Regions from separate parts of the Mus musculus genome. Here region 1 is linked to region 2. A link is a contact called in public Hi-C data. All regions are on one chromosome and are shown on one strand. Each heading gives the region's core, a stretch centred on a gene start, on an enhancer-like site or on the middle of the called end of the contact. The rest is flanking DNA. Distances are from core to core; before and after follow the strand shown. Region 1 overlaps Prickle2 (prickle planar cell polarity protein 2). Region 2 overlaps Prickle2 (prickle planar cell polarity protein 2).

Region 1 (7,354 bases), core at 3,081-5,580, 68 kb after region 2:
CTGCATCGGTACCAGAGAGATTCTGAGTGTGTCCAACAGATTATGCTTGGCAGCAATGTGAGGACCTAGGCTCTTACTGTCCTGAGCAGTTATCGGTGGAATTCTGCAGAGAAATACACTCTCCTTCCTTATTTTCACAGATGATTGTTCATGACACTTACAAGCAGCATCAAATGAGTACACAGGTTTTATTTCCCTACAGACTTTAAATAACGATGTCCTGCCACGGGCTGAGAATCGGGTTGGCACTGCTAAGGACATGTCAGCTTGAAGCTACAATACCTTTGAGGTATCAAACATATTTGGGAAATAAAAATTTTAAAAGGGAAAAAAAAAAGCTATTTTCCCTGTGGAAATTTCGACTACTAGAACATACACTTTCCCCCAAGCCTGAGTGTATCAGTTACCTATTACAACGAGAATACTGGATGTAAGAGCTGTGAGTCATTGCTCTGAGTCTGTCTACAGGGCTTTCTTTAGCAGCTAGGTTGGCAGACCTGAAACACTGGGATCTATCCTGATCCCTTCATGTCTGGGACCAGACAGCTAACAGCCAGATACTTTTTTTTTTCTCATGGCAATGGCAAAGTGGAAGATGACAGCAGATCACGTCTACATTCCTAGTCTTTGTTTGCCTTAGGTTGACTGACATCTTACTGGCCCAGCAGGCCCATGGCCTGCTACCATGCTCCCTGACATGATAGCCATAGACTCACCCTCTGAGACCATAAGCAAGCCAGCAATTAAAGGTACTCTTTTATAAGTTGCGTTGGCCATGATGTCTTTTCACAGCAATAGAAAAGTAAGTAAAACATTAGTTGGAATCAGGAGTTGGTGGCCTATGGGGGCCATTCTAATTCAAACCATCACAAGCTCCAGGGAGTAATGTAGAAAGAAAAATAGCCCGGCATTTTGTGCCAGACAACCTTCTTTGCTTTTCCACAAAATGAAACAACTATCAATTATAGTCAAAATAATAAACTTAATGCACATTGATCTAAAAACATACCCTGAAAAGTTGAAGCACTTTTGTTGTTGCTATTCTTTTCCATACAACACTTATCTATGCAGAAAAGCAAGCTGTTGACAAAATTGCTTGGTGATATCCACTGGACTGCATATTATGGATCAAGCCATTTCCCAAGCCATTTGTTGGTTTGGGGATCTGCTGGCATAACCTTCTGTTTGGTGAAGTTCTCATTAGCAAATTATATCCCTGTCTAAATGATGGCTGACAAACATATTCTGCTCTTTCAAAGACATTTCATCCCAAGTCACCAGGCCCCAGCCTCAGGCATTTTGTTGTACTGAGAACAAATCCAGATGCCATTGTGCATCTTGGCCAGTGAGCAGGTGTCAGCTCCTTCCACATGACCTAGAGGCAGAGACCCAACTTTGGCCTCAGCTAGCAATGTCACCTCCGACGCTTACTGTTTCTCTGAAGTCCCACCTGGCACTCTAGACTAGCCAATGCTATGCCTTATCTGTGGCCATATGGCTGTCACCTCACCTCTCAGACCTTTGTCACCACCTCACTGTCTCAGTATTGTGGGTCAGCACCTTAAATACAACACAGCTGTGCTGGGGTCTCATGACTAAACTCCAACCCTGGGAAATACTTATTTTTATACTTTCCAGGGATTCCTGAGCTATTTAAATTAATTAATTCACGAGAAGCTGTCTTTCAAAACAAACAGCAAATATTTCTTAAAATAGGTTTTGGGGACACCTTTTAAAGCTACTGAATTGTACTTGGTAAAGCAAAGAAAGCAGAAACATCATTCATTCTCTCTTGCTTTCTGTTCACCAATTTTAAACAAACAAACAAACAAACAAACAACCCAAAAACCTGCAAAGCATACTTGAAAAAGGAAAAATAAATTTTAAAAAGGGCGACTGTCAATCATATAACTATGATTAGGCAGAACCCAAGTAGTTATCAGGAGAGGGTCCAAAGCCGTGTTCCATGGTTAACACAGGTCTTAGAAACGTTTACGAAGGGCAGCAACTCCAGCACAAAGGGCTGTGCCGTAGAGGACGTGGCAGTACCAAGGCTTCCATCCTGTTGAGCATGTTTCAACAGAACAAATAGTGTAGCAGTCAGATCCTACCAGAGCCAACGCCTTGGAAGCTCATGTAACAGAGAGACCCTAAAGTACTCTGTTAGTCAGGGTTCTCTTTGAAAGACAAACAGGAGATAAACACACAAGACAGATGTAAATCAGCAGGCAGAGGAAGGAAGGCACAGGGACTAAGGATAAGAGATCAGCTCCCACAACCACAGAGGCTGAGAAAGCCAAACCTTACAGTGTGTGCTAGTGTGCAAAAGACCCCAGTAGATGCACTGTCCCCATTGAAAGGCTACCAGGCCAAAAGAGCCAGTGCTGAGCATGAGGTGGGGAGGCTGGTTAACTCCCTCACACTGTAGGGAGGGTCAGTCCAGCTTGCCGGGTAAAACTCACCTCTATTTTGAAGAACAATCTGCTTTACTGAAGCCCAAATGACTTAAATGTTCATCTCATCCAAGAATACCATCACAGAAAAACCTAGAATACTGTAAGATCGACTAACTATCTGAGGGTGCACCTTGTGGCACAGCCAAGTTGACACACAAAACAATCCATCATGAACGGCTCAGTGGATTTAAAAATTCTGGAGACCTTTACTCAGGCAGATTTTTCTAGATAGGATGTGACAATTTCACTAAGAGCAGGTATGTGCTAGGAGGAAGAGAGGGAAGCCAAGGGGAGAAACCATTAACAGACAATGAGTCATCAGATCAGCAGCCCCTGGTACTCCTTCATCTGTATCTGCATCCCTAGATGAGGCTAACCAGCAGCGAGGAGGGTTACGTGGGAAAGCAATCAGAGAGCAGGACTTCTAGCTTGTGCAAGTACATGCACACCTATTAAAATCGAGCTCACAACTAGGGTGGATGTTTTCCTCGGACATGTTTCTCTCGTTTATAATTCATGGGGGGTGGGGGGTGGGGGGGTGGTTCTTCTGTGAATCCTCTGAAGGCTGCAGAGCCTCAGGCTGTAGCAGCAGGCTCTCAGTCCCAGCCCTACCTCCATTTTCTCCTTAAGTGATCTCATTCACAGATTTAAATACCATCAATATGCCTGTGCTTCCCAAATTTATGTTTCCCAGCCCAGATCTTCCCTAGCAAACAGCGATTTCATATGGTACAGCTTAATATAGCAACCAGCAGAAAAAAAAATTCTCACTCCTACCATCAGCTAGCTAGCTAGCGCTCTCTCTCTCTCTCTCTCTCTCTCTCTCTCTCTCTCTCTCTCGCCTTCTGGTCACATGGTTTGTAAACCCCAGAAAACCCATTAACTCTGCACCCACTGCCATTTATAACCTCTGTGAACTAGCTGCAAGGTGACTGTTCTACTTTTTTTTTTTTTTTTTCTGTTGCTGTGACAAAAAAACATTCTGATGAAAAGCAACTTAGGGCAAGGAAAGATGCATCTGACTCACGCTTACAGGTCCCAGCCCATCATTAAGAGAAGCCAGCACAGAAACTCAAGCAGCAGCTTGAGACAGACACCACAGAGGGACAGACACTCCTTGCTGATTGGCTCCTTTGTACTTAGCTCTCTTTCCTGTACAGCCTGAACCACCTGTCTAGGGATGGTTCCGCCCACAGTGGTCTGGCCCTTCCTACGCCAGTCAATCAAGACAATCTTTACAGACAGTCTATGGGTCAGCCTGATCTAGGCAGTCCCTCCACTGCAGCTTTCCTCTCAGGTGACTTCAGAGGCTAACCAGGAGAGGGACCAAGCTGTGCCTGTATTTACTTCAGAGGCATTTAGACTGTGGCTTTTCACTCCAGCATCTGTCCAACTTCTATCAAGTAGCTCCTGGGACCTGGTACTGGGTTTAGAGACCTGTGATCCAACACTGGCTAGAAATGCTCAGAACAAATCTGTTGGCTGACTGATGCCTCAGAGAATAAGACTCCCGTTTGGTAAAAATGCCCACCAAGGTTGGCATACCTGGCGGTTGCCAGGTAACTGTGGGGTGGAGTTTAGACAGAATGCTAACAAAGGCTGCTGTGTAAGCGTGAAGACAAGAGTTTGATCCCCCAAGCCCATGAAATAAAATACAAAAGCTGAGCATGTAACATGTACTTGTGACTCCAGAGACAAAGACAGGCAGATCCTTGGGGCTCACTGCCAGGCAGCCTGGCCTTATTGGTAAGCCCCAGGTTCCCAAGAGACACACTCCAAAAAAACCAAGGTGGACCACTCCTGAGTTTGTGTTTTGTATTCTGGGAATGAGCAGAAGCGCATGGGAGCTGGCCAGGCTTGCAGAACCAGGACCGTAGCTCCTATTGCAACATTCCTAGGGAGCAGAAGCAGGTTACTGCTAAAATTGGATCAGGCTCAGCACAGTCCTGATGGATAAGCTGACCCAGCTTCAACCTTCTGAGGAGGCATAGGCTCAGCTGGGGGTGGGGGGCGGGACACTAGAAAAGAGTAACAAAGCTCTTTGTCAACAACAGCACCTCCACCCCCCAGACATACCCATTTTCCTAGGAAATCTGTCCTCCAAGCTTCTGTCTCCAATGGAGAGGAAATAGGGGTTTCAAGAGCAATTTACCTGATACTCCCTGTTTTAAAACACATGACCAACTTAAAGCCCAGAGAACCACATAGCAAACCTGTCAGTTTCAGGGTTTCCATCTCCCCATGTGTGAACTGGCAATAGTAAGCAAATCCACTTAATGGGGGATCTGGGCTTATTTAAAGAGTGCATGAAACGGCCTTGGGAGAATGCCTGGCAGGAGAGAGTGAAACACACGTTTGGGATTCATACCCTCCTTCCAGGCTTGCCTCCTCAAGAGGGGACCGAGAAAATCTGACAGACCATGCGACAGTGTCCTTCCTATTCTGCATATGGAACAAAGCAAATAGGGGTTGCTTCTCTAAAATTAACCCCTTTCTATCTTTGAGCTAGAGAAACTAGACCTAACAGTTGTAGCAGGGGACAAGAAGGGAAGGAGGGCGCGGGGGACTCTTCACTTCAAGAACAAATGGCCTTCTTTAAACAAAAGGTGGGCTGAGGGGGGCAGCAAGGGATTTGCCTCTCTTATGAAGCCAGGCTAATTACTTTTCTGTAGGTTTTTCAATTAAATAAGCTCAGGGCCAAGGACACCTCGCCATATGTAGGAGACTGCCCTCTGCTGTGGGTTTTCATTACTGCAGGAAGTTTGGGTGTTTGGATTTTTCAGGTCCAGGAATTAATTCTAGGACTGTTGCCAGGAGAGGATGCTGGCCTATTCAACTCTGCCCTCTGCCCTCCAAAGAGAAAAAAGAACCCCCCAGTGTTTGCAATCAAAGGAAGAAATGTTTGGGGAGCATCCCAGACCAGAGGATGTTGTTAAGAACAAAACTACTCACACCCCTAATGACTCAGCCTTAAGGCCAGGGAAAGGCTCTCATGAACAAAGGCAGGGCAACTGTGGAACCATCCCTAAGGCTCATGCACACAGCAAGCTGTTACTCAATACCAGGTGGTGACCTGGAGGAATCGGCAAAAGGAAGCTCAAGTGATCAGAGTAGACTCACGATACACATCCCCTGTCCCTGGAGGGAAGTCTGGGGAAGGCCTGACAGGCAGGGAGAAAATTCATGACTCTGGCTTGTTGTGTATGGAAGATGGGGCACACACAGCACAGCATTGTGTGGCGATCAGAGGACAGGTCTGTAGAGTAAGTTCTTGCCTGTGCCTACATGGATTCCAGTGGCCCAACTCAGGTTTCCAAGCTTGTATAGCAAGCACCTTTCCTGCTCAGCCATCTTCCCTTGCCACGCTGTTTATTTCTTCTAACTGATTTTCTGTAATATTGTCATTTTCACTGGCGATTATTACAGATGTTCTACGGATATTCCCACATTTGTGAATAGCACGGATAGCCTACAGTTGCACTGAAACTTGGAGCTGCCAACATATCAGTTCCAACTTCTGCTGGGAGGAGCCTAAGCTGGTGAAATAAACCTTACCTCTACAGCTTAATAACTTTCTTTTACTTGGGGATGAGGGTTTCAGGACAGGGTTTCTCTGTGTAGTCCTGTCTATCCTGGGACTCTCTCTTTCTCTGTAGACCAGGCTGGCTTTGAACTCAAGAGATCTGCCTGCCTCTGCCTCCCATGTGTGGCACCATGCCTGGCTAACAAATTAATAATTTTAAAACTTGTGCAAGGCACAACTTTATGAGCCTGTTTTCTCATCTATAAAATGGGATTCCCACTTACCTTAGGGGGTTGTAGAGACTGGAACTCATATCGATATCAGTTAGCTCTGGAAGATAGTCATATTAGCCTGTGCTGACCTGTGGCTTGGAGTCCAGTCTAAAAGGATTTTACATGAAGGTAGGAAGCTGAATATTCTACGAGCTTTGCTTGAGGAATGGGGATGCCTCGTGAGGCAGAGACAGGGGCTCAAGTTTCACCTGGCTCTGTTATATCACGGCTCTGTTAGGCAAGCCCTTTCACCTCCCGGGCCTTCATCCTCCATGAAATAGTAATTATAAAACAACACCCACAAACAACAACAACAAAACACTCTTAGAGAATAGTAGTAGGCAAAACATTTTTCTAAGACACGCAAATAGAACACATAACCACAGTGATAAATATATTCAAGGGGCACTCCTGTCTAATGGTGTGTAACAAAGAGAAGGTGAACTAACAGTACTTAATTATGGATCCTCAGTCATAAACACTGATATTCTATAGGTTAGAAAAATATATGAGTTCCAATGGGATCCATTTATTGAGAACTAACAATCAAAATGAGATTTCAATTTAAAGGGGTTTTTTAAGAGAACGGGAAGCTTACTATCCTATTATCCCTACTATTATGATTGATGCTGCTCTTAGTCTAGAGAGGCCATGTTCATGAAGTCATAGCCTAAGATCTGAGAGAGTGAATGCAAGATTCAAAAGTATCCTCAAATTATGTTAGGACAGGACGGGTAAACAGAGGCAGAAGAAATCTAGCTTCCAGAGAGAGAACACAGCTCAAAAAGAAAAAAAAAAAGTTAAAAAAAACCCCAAAACAACAAAAAACCCTACTCTCTAAAAATGAAGAGCACAGTCTAACTGAAGTTATTAAATGGCTTATAATCAAGCCTGACTTCATTCCTGTACCGAAATGTATTAAACATACGGGTCAGCTTTCAAAAGAATGGCCCCGTTTGCTTTATTATTCTTGCATAGCTCTGGGCTGTTACTGCAGGCTCTCCAACTGGGCATCAGCAGAGGTGGGATTCCAATAATCTCTACAGCACAGTCCTGGAATCTGTATGCAGGAACAGCTCCAGGATGTCACAATTAGTTCCATG
Region 2 (7,387 bases), core at 4,601-7,100:
CACCACCCACAATGGACTGGGCCCTCCCATCCTTGATCACTAATTGAGAAAATGCCTTATACCTGGATCTCATGGAGGCATGTTCTCTCTGTGATAACTCCAGCTTGTGTCAAGTTGACACACAAAATCAGCCAGTATAGACTCACAAGTCGCCACCTTTCCTTTCACAGTACTGCTTCCAATTCCATAGTTTAGATACCTACTGGGAGGTGGTGCCTGCCATTGCATCATGGGTTCACATTCATTTCATCACCTGCAGAACAAAGTCTCAGCTCAGTGCTCAAAAGCTGGCCTAGCTGATGGTTCGCTCCCCTCTAAATTACTTCTCAACTGATCTTCAACCAGGCCTCTGTTGGGCAGTTCAGACCTAAGCTATTGGCCACAACACCCCTTGGAGAGCTAAACAGAGCCCTCAGGAGATTGCTTGGGCAGAAAAGCAGCCACTACTGTCCTTCCTTTTTAGGGCAGTAGGAGCTGTCCTCATGTCTATCATTCAAATTTCACCTTTATCACATGTGTCACGTTGGGACTCATGATAGGGCATGATGTTCTGCTATGATAACTCTAATCTGAAAACCTTTGCAAAGTTCTCTTCTCTGATTAAAGACCCATGTTCCAGGAGGAATCCCTTCAGCATTAAGGACTGAATCCCAGCCAAGGAAAAGAGACCAAAGGGTAGCACCTTGTCCAGACAGTGTCCCATGCTTGCCAATTGCTGTTCTAAGGATTGAGACTGGGAGGTTTTGTGTAAATTTTAGTGGACACTTGACTGTATATACTTTGGGATCACAGCATAACATATGTGGTGTGTATAAGGATATCATATATCCTCAATACTTATTGATTGTATCCAGAACACTCAAATTCCAATTTGCTGTGGCCAAACATGTAGTTCTAGTGAGCTATTGAGCATTTGTCTGCATAGCAAGAAACCCACAGATTTCCTTCATTGCCTTCCTTTACCTTGTTCCTCCACGGAGAAGCTCTAACCTCCAATTTCTTTCTACATTCAAGACAGTATATAAGCATCAATCATCCGTCCTTTCTTTTCCTGTAGTTTGAAACTCTCATGCATATACATGTCCCACATTTGCATGCCTTTTCTTGTGTTCATCTATTTTCAGTTTATTCTAGACTCAACTTGTCAGACCTTAAACGAACAGTGAGAGTCTGTTGCCTCCCCCAGATCAACAGATCACCTTGAAGATCACAAATTGATCATAGGTTTAACTCGCTTCTTGTTTTATGATAATATTCCACCTGAACAAGTTTTCTAGAGTGACTAAACGTGAAAATCGCTTCTACTAATTTTAAGTAGAAAATTAATGCATTTAAATGTTATTCAGTTTTACTTGATACCACCTTAAACATTACCACGTTGGCATTCTTTCCTTTAAGAGACCTGTTAGGGGTTGGGAAGACAATTCAGTGGTTTAGTGCTTGCTGTGTGAGCAGGCAGACTTTCGTTTTGATCACCTATGTAAAAGCTAGACTCAGCAGCGCACATTTATAACCCTGGTGCTGGGAGTAAGGGTGGGGTTGGAATGGGTATAGATACACCCTGAAGACTCACTGTCAGCCATGTCAACCAAAGTGTCAAGCTTCAGGGTCAGCGAGACACTGTCTCAAAAAAAGTCAGATGAGACATGATGAAGAAATCACCAAATGTCAAGTTCTGTACTTCACATGCACACACATATGCACTCTGTGCACACACACACACACCCATATCATAGACACACATAAATAAGCAAATAAATAAATACATCAATAAATAAATAACCTGTTAGCACTAGCTTGGACTTTCCTTTCCAGTTTGCCAAAGATCTAAAATATATTAATGTGTTTATTGTGTACTTTAATTTTTTTGCAGAATTTTATAACAGCTAAAACCATCTTCCTCTCCACCTAAAACATTCTCAATATCATATGAAATCCTTCACAAACGACTAACATAAATGCTCCACATGTTGAGAACACAGATGAACAGGAAAACTCTAAAATTTAATACCCGAGTTTGTTTCTTCAGCTGCCAGCTGCATAGATTAAGACAAATTACCCTTTCTGAATCTCTAGTGTTTTCATCTATAAAGTGAGCATAGTGGTATTACTGTCAACTCAGATTGTTACTTTTGAATATAAAAAGAGCCCCTGGAGTCATTGGTTGAAGGCTGGGCCCTGAATGCAATGCTCAGACCTGGGGCTGAGGAAATGGATTGTGTTGTATGAGCAGCAAACTTTAGAGTGGTGGTTCTCAACCTTCCTAATGCTGGGACCCTTTAATACAGTTCCTCATGTTGTGGGGACCCCCAGCCACAACATTATTTTGCTGCTACTTCATAACTGTAATTTTGCTACTTTTATGAGTTGTCATGTAAATTCTCTTGGAAACAGAGATTTGCCTAAGGGGTCATGACCCGAGGATGAGAACCACTGCTTTAAACTAATGGGCTGATACACTGATAGACCCATAACTTGATGGCATTTTTGGAAGGTAGGAGAAAGAAGGAGATGGGAACCCATCAGAGGAAGTAGGGAAGCTGTGGGTGTGCCTTTTACAGTCTCTCTTGTGAGTGGTTGGCTTCTGCCCCACCCCCTTTTCTGGTTGCCTTGATCTGAGAAGCTATCCTCAAGCTATATATCTGCCTTGCTATGAGCCCAAAAGTAATGAAGCCGAACGACTGTGACCCCTCAAACCATGAGCCCAGTTAGACCTCCAACCCAAGAGAATTTTTGTCACAATGACAATAAAGAGATCCTGGCAACTAAAAGAGGATAAGGTGTGTTCCAGGCCCAGCTTATCACCTGCTTTGCAGCTGGCTCGTCAACATTGTCACTCTTTAATGGGTGGATGTGGAAACAGGTACTGATGCTGGTTCTGTGGATTCACATGAGGGATGATATCCCCGTAGAGGAGGGAAGAGTATAGTATCCATATAGAGACCTAGTGTTGCTTCCATCTCATGGAGGCAGCACTGGTTCTGATAACTGCAACTACATCAGCACATAACCTCTGCTTGGCTTGTTGCTTTGTACAACGACTCTCATTTGAGCCTCACATTCTTACAAGGAGGCCCTATGGATCCTTGGCTATAAAAGAGCAGATGGAGCCACCGTGAGATGGTGCACACTGTGGGGTAAGGAACTGTGACAAAGCTGAAAGCCTGACCCAGGATTTGCTGTCATAGAAGACCAAGCCTCTGTAAACCATCAGGGTAGGAAGTGGGTGTCACACTGTAGGGAGCACTGATTTATTTGAAAGCGTTGGTTGATGAGATCAAGAAATCGCATTCTTTCTACTTAAGAATGTTCTAGTCACCTCTCCTCATTCTGGTCCAGTGTGGAGAGGTTTTGACTGAACAACAAGAAGCCAGAAGCACAGTCTTTTGTATGATGCACTCTAGACTCACAGGCTGACTGCTAACTCACGATCTTTATCCTGCAATGCTTTTGTGCAATTCAAACAAAGAGGAGGCAAGTTAACAAGCTAAATTTATCCACTGGGCATTCAGTTTGTGTTTTTTGCTTTATGGATCCAGGACATTTTTAACATATTTATGTAACTATGTTTATTGAGCACGTTATGACCAGGCTCCCTTCTGGGAGCTGGGCATACAAAATGAGTTCAAGACATACAAGAAGGACTCTCATCATGGGTGTTACATTTGCAGTGAGAGAATGGGCAGGTGAAAAGACTCTGCGCTCTACTAAGATCTCAAAAGGAGGCAACAGAGGAGAAGGTTTGAAGGTAGGAAGTAGGGTGCCAACTGCCCTGTAAGGAGGAGGGGCAAGTGTAATAGACCTTGCTCTTAGAGAAGAAGTACCCAGTAAAAGCAGAGTAGGGGAGAAAGGGCTGCAGAGATGGACCGGTTGGTAAAATACTTCCTATAGGTCTTAGTTAGGGTTTACCACTATAAACAGACACCATGACCGACACAACTCTTATAAGGACAACATTTAGTTGGGGCTGGCTTATAGGTTCAGAGGTTCAGTCATTATCATCAAGGTAATGGTTGCATGGCAGCATCCAGGCAGGCATGGTACAGAAGGAGCTAAGAGCTATACATCTTTATCTGGAAGCTGCTAGCAGAATATTGGCCTCCAGGTAGCTAGGATGAGGGTCTGAAGCCCACAGCCACAGTGACACACCTACTCAAAAAAGCCACGCTTACTCCAACAGGGCCACACCTTCTAACAGCGCCACTCCCTGGGCCAAGCACATATAAACCACCATACTATACAAGCATGAGGATCCATATTCATATCCCAGCACCCATATAGAAGTCGGATAATCTAACACCATACAGAGAGTAAGGTGGGAGAAAGATGGGCAGAGATACATGGAGATCACTGGCCAGCTAGTCCAGCTGAATTGGTGGTGAGTTTTGTGTTCAGTGAGAGATCCTGTCTCAAAATGATTAGGAGAATGATTGAGGGTGACCCCTGACATTGACCTTTAGTTTCCACACACATGCATGCATATGTATACACATTTGAACACATAAGAAGACATGCAAAAAAGATGGGGAGTTGAGCTGAGTGCTGAATATAACACCCCTCAGGCCATGCAGGTCAGAAGGACAGCACTGGATTCCCTGCCCACCGATTCCATGACATCACCCTACCTCCCATGGGTTAGTTACCTCATCTGCAAGTGTGGAAGGCCAAACCACCAGTATTCTTCAGTCTGCCTCTGTGGGTGGAAATCTAGCTTTAATTGTCTAATTGCTACTCTGGCAACGGCTGCCACAGATTCATTTTAGAACTCGGCACAGGTGTGCTCAGTGGCTGATGTTCTATTTTCAAGGACGAAAGGAAGGAATTAGAGAGCCTGATGTCTTCTGCTTCAAGAGTTAAGATGAAGTTATTTTCTCCCCCCAATCAACTCATGTTATCGCATTTCAATTTTCCAGAGCGTCTTATCATAAATTAAACTGGGTTGCCAAATCCCACAGCAACCAAAATGAAAAGGTAGTTGGGAGGAGGAAAAGGAAAAGGGTTGGAGTTTATTAAAGAAAACTGTTCTCATGTCCTTGAAATCATCATTACATAAAAAAAAATCTGGATAATGATAATAAAGAAAATATGAGGATAAAGATAAATGCTTTTTTGGTGTTTTGTTTTGTTTTAAGAAAGGGTTTCTCAGTGTAGACTTGGCTGTCCTGGAAACTTGTTCTGTAAAGCAGGCTAGCTTCGAACTCATAGAAAAATGTTTTTTGACAATGACAAGAAAAACAAAACTGAAGCTGGATGTGGTCCTAGCATTTGGAAGACTGAGGCGAGAGGATTGCCACAAGTTCAATACTAGCCTAAACTACAGAGTGAAAGTCCTTTTGCCACTACCCCAAAATATGAGTGATGGGAGGAGGAGGAGGAGGAGAAGGAGGAAGAGGAGGAGGAGGAGGAGGAAGAAGAGGAGGAGGAGGAGGAGGAGGAGGAGGAGGAGGAGAGATGGTGGTGGTGGTGGCCATGACTGCACTTACATATATGCACTTACTGAAACCACAGTATTTTAGTCTAAGGCAGGCAAGCAGCCTTAGGCCCGTTTTATGTTTAAAAAAACAGAAAAGCAAACTCTGTGCATCTCCTAAAATAGTTACTGATTTGAGCAGCTAATTAATTCAATTTCAATAAGAGACTTTTTTTTCTTTTTAAATACTTAAGGAGATGGCTATGCTGACTTTACATGTATTTTAATTATGTTCAACTCAATGCTAAAGAGTTGAGCTGTAGCCAGTGGTAGGTGCATCTGTAAACTTGGCATGTCGTGCAGTGAAAAGGCAAGGCAGAGAGTGCTCGCTCACAGAGAGTGCTAATGAGGTGACTCTATTGCACTTCCTACAGTGTGGTCTATTTCAGACCTCAGCAAAGCCAAACCTGCTGCTTGGAAAGAGCACACAAAGAGGCTGAGTGTCTAGAAGCCAGCCACCAAAGCGCCAAGGTGTGCATGTGGACTTGTGTTCTGTTTCCTGGGTAAGAAGGGCAGCACTCCAAGAATTCTGGGTTTAAGTATTAGCTGTAGTGGTCAAGCTGAACACTCTCCGAATGGAGGATGGAGGTGAAGATGGGAGCCAGCTTGTCTGCCCTCCCCCAGATGCTCAGAAGATGAACAAGACCACCCCGGAAACTGAAGGTCATGATCAAACATGGCAAAGTCGTTAGATGTTAGAATTCTCTCCCCAACCGGATGTGTGAGATACTTGTGCAAAATAAATAAATAAAAGGGCAATCCCAGCTTGCATCTCCTCTTAATCTACTTCTACAAGGCTTTTTCCTTTGTGAGTTGCTAATTTGCAAAAATTTTGCTCTCTTAAGAAAAAGTTTGTGTAAAATATTCTTTAGCCAACTCATATCACGCATTAAAACATAATGTGCTCATTCAAGAAATAGAAAAATACAACTTAACCAGCAGAAAAGAAACAACATTCTTTTCATTGAGACTCTGGCAGTATTGTCCACAAGAAACTCTAAACAGTGTGCTCAAGTTTGAACAATTGATAAGGAGAGGGAAGGTGGGGCTCTGATTCTGTGTCAGATCCCAATGCTCACCCACTTTCCCAGGGTCATGGAGCTACAAGGCTCAGGAGGGTTTTAGAAACTATTGTTTCTAAATACCATCCTGTTTGTATTGAAAAAAAAAAACAGTGTTTTTTTTTAATATAAACAATGTATTCTTTTTTGTTTTATTTCAAAAGGGGGGGGGGTCTTACCATGTTGCTCAGGCTGTCCCAGAACTCATTCTGTAGACCCAGTTGGCCTTGAACTCACAGAGATGTGCCTGCCTCTGCCTTCCAAGTGCTAGGATTAAAGGTGTGTGCCATCACACCTGGCTACAAAAGTATTCTTATCAAAGACACTCAAGAAATGTTTTGGATCAGAATTCAAAATACAGCCTTAGTCCTGTAAGAACGCCAGAGCCCCTCTGCATTCATTCTTCAAATTCCAGGCCTTGGTTGGGCAGGGATACGCAGGAGCAGAATGTTATTACAGAGACCACAACCATGATCACCCCGAATAAGCTTGCCTTACAGAATAGACACCAGGAACCTCCATGATGTTCTAAGGGTGCCCAGAAACATGACTTTTAATTACTTCTCTCATTATTCAGCTACATGTGGAGCGCAAGAAAACACTACACTTAACAGGTCCAGGAGAACAGTTAAGGAATGGAGAACCAAGAATCTACTACTTTGGCACATATGTCAGAAGTCAGAGTCAATTCTTCCAACTCTGCAGGATTTCCGTGTATGGAAAGAAACTGTCTTTCTTGGGTATCTCACTCCTCATCCCTTTGAGACTGACTGTACCTCCTTTATATTCAGAACATCTGGATGAATAAGACTAACGTGAGCTGTGTAGATACTGTGGCAGCTATCACACACCAAGA

What was found. A called contact is a pair of places that touch in the nucleus more often than the background predicts.
Region 1: a contact with region 2 is called in a Hi-C map of cortical neurons, with 2.3 times the contacts expected there. The contact joins two enhancer-like sites. A contact is called at or near these places in 1 of 39 promoter capture datasets (hippocampal neurons), 13 of 484 Hi-C or Micro-C datasets (the N1E-115 cell line, beige adipocytes, cerebral cortex and 3 more), 2 of 115 datasets of contacts at active chromatin or transcription factors (embryonic stem cells and neural progenitor cells) and 1 of 9 other capture datasets (embryonic stem cells).

The regions. Positions count from the first base shown.
Region 1 is chr6:92,660,476-92,667,829 of GRCm38.p6, forward strand. All of the region lies in intron 2 of Prickle2 (prickle planar cell polarity protein 2), which reads right to left. Among named protein-coding and RNA genes, the nearest start is that of Prickle2, 42 kb to the right of the region's middle. Within about 2 kb of position 4,331, at least 57 of the 459 cell types and tissues checked have an H3K27ac peak or open chromatin away from gene starts, as enhancers often do. A contact at or near this core is called in cerebral cortex, cortical neurons, forebrain and 1 more, where this site is marked.
Region 2 is chr6:92,590,726-92,598,112 of GRCm38.p6, forward strand. All of the region lies in intron 2 of Prickle2 (prickle planar cell polarity protein 2), which reads right to left. Among named protein-coding and RNA genes, the nearest start is that of Prickle2, 110 kb to the right of the region's middle. Within about 2 kb of position 5,851, at least 15 of the 459 cell types and tissues checked have an H3K27ac peak or open chromatin away from gene starts, as enhancers often do. A contact at or near this core is called in cerebral cortex, cortical neurons, forebrain and 1 more, where this site is marked.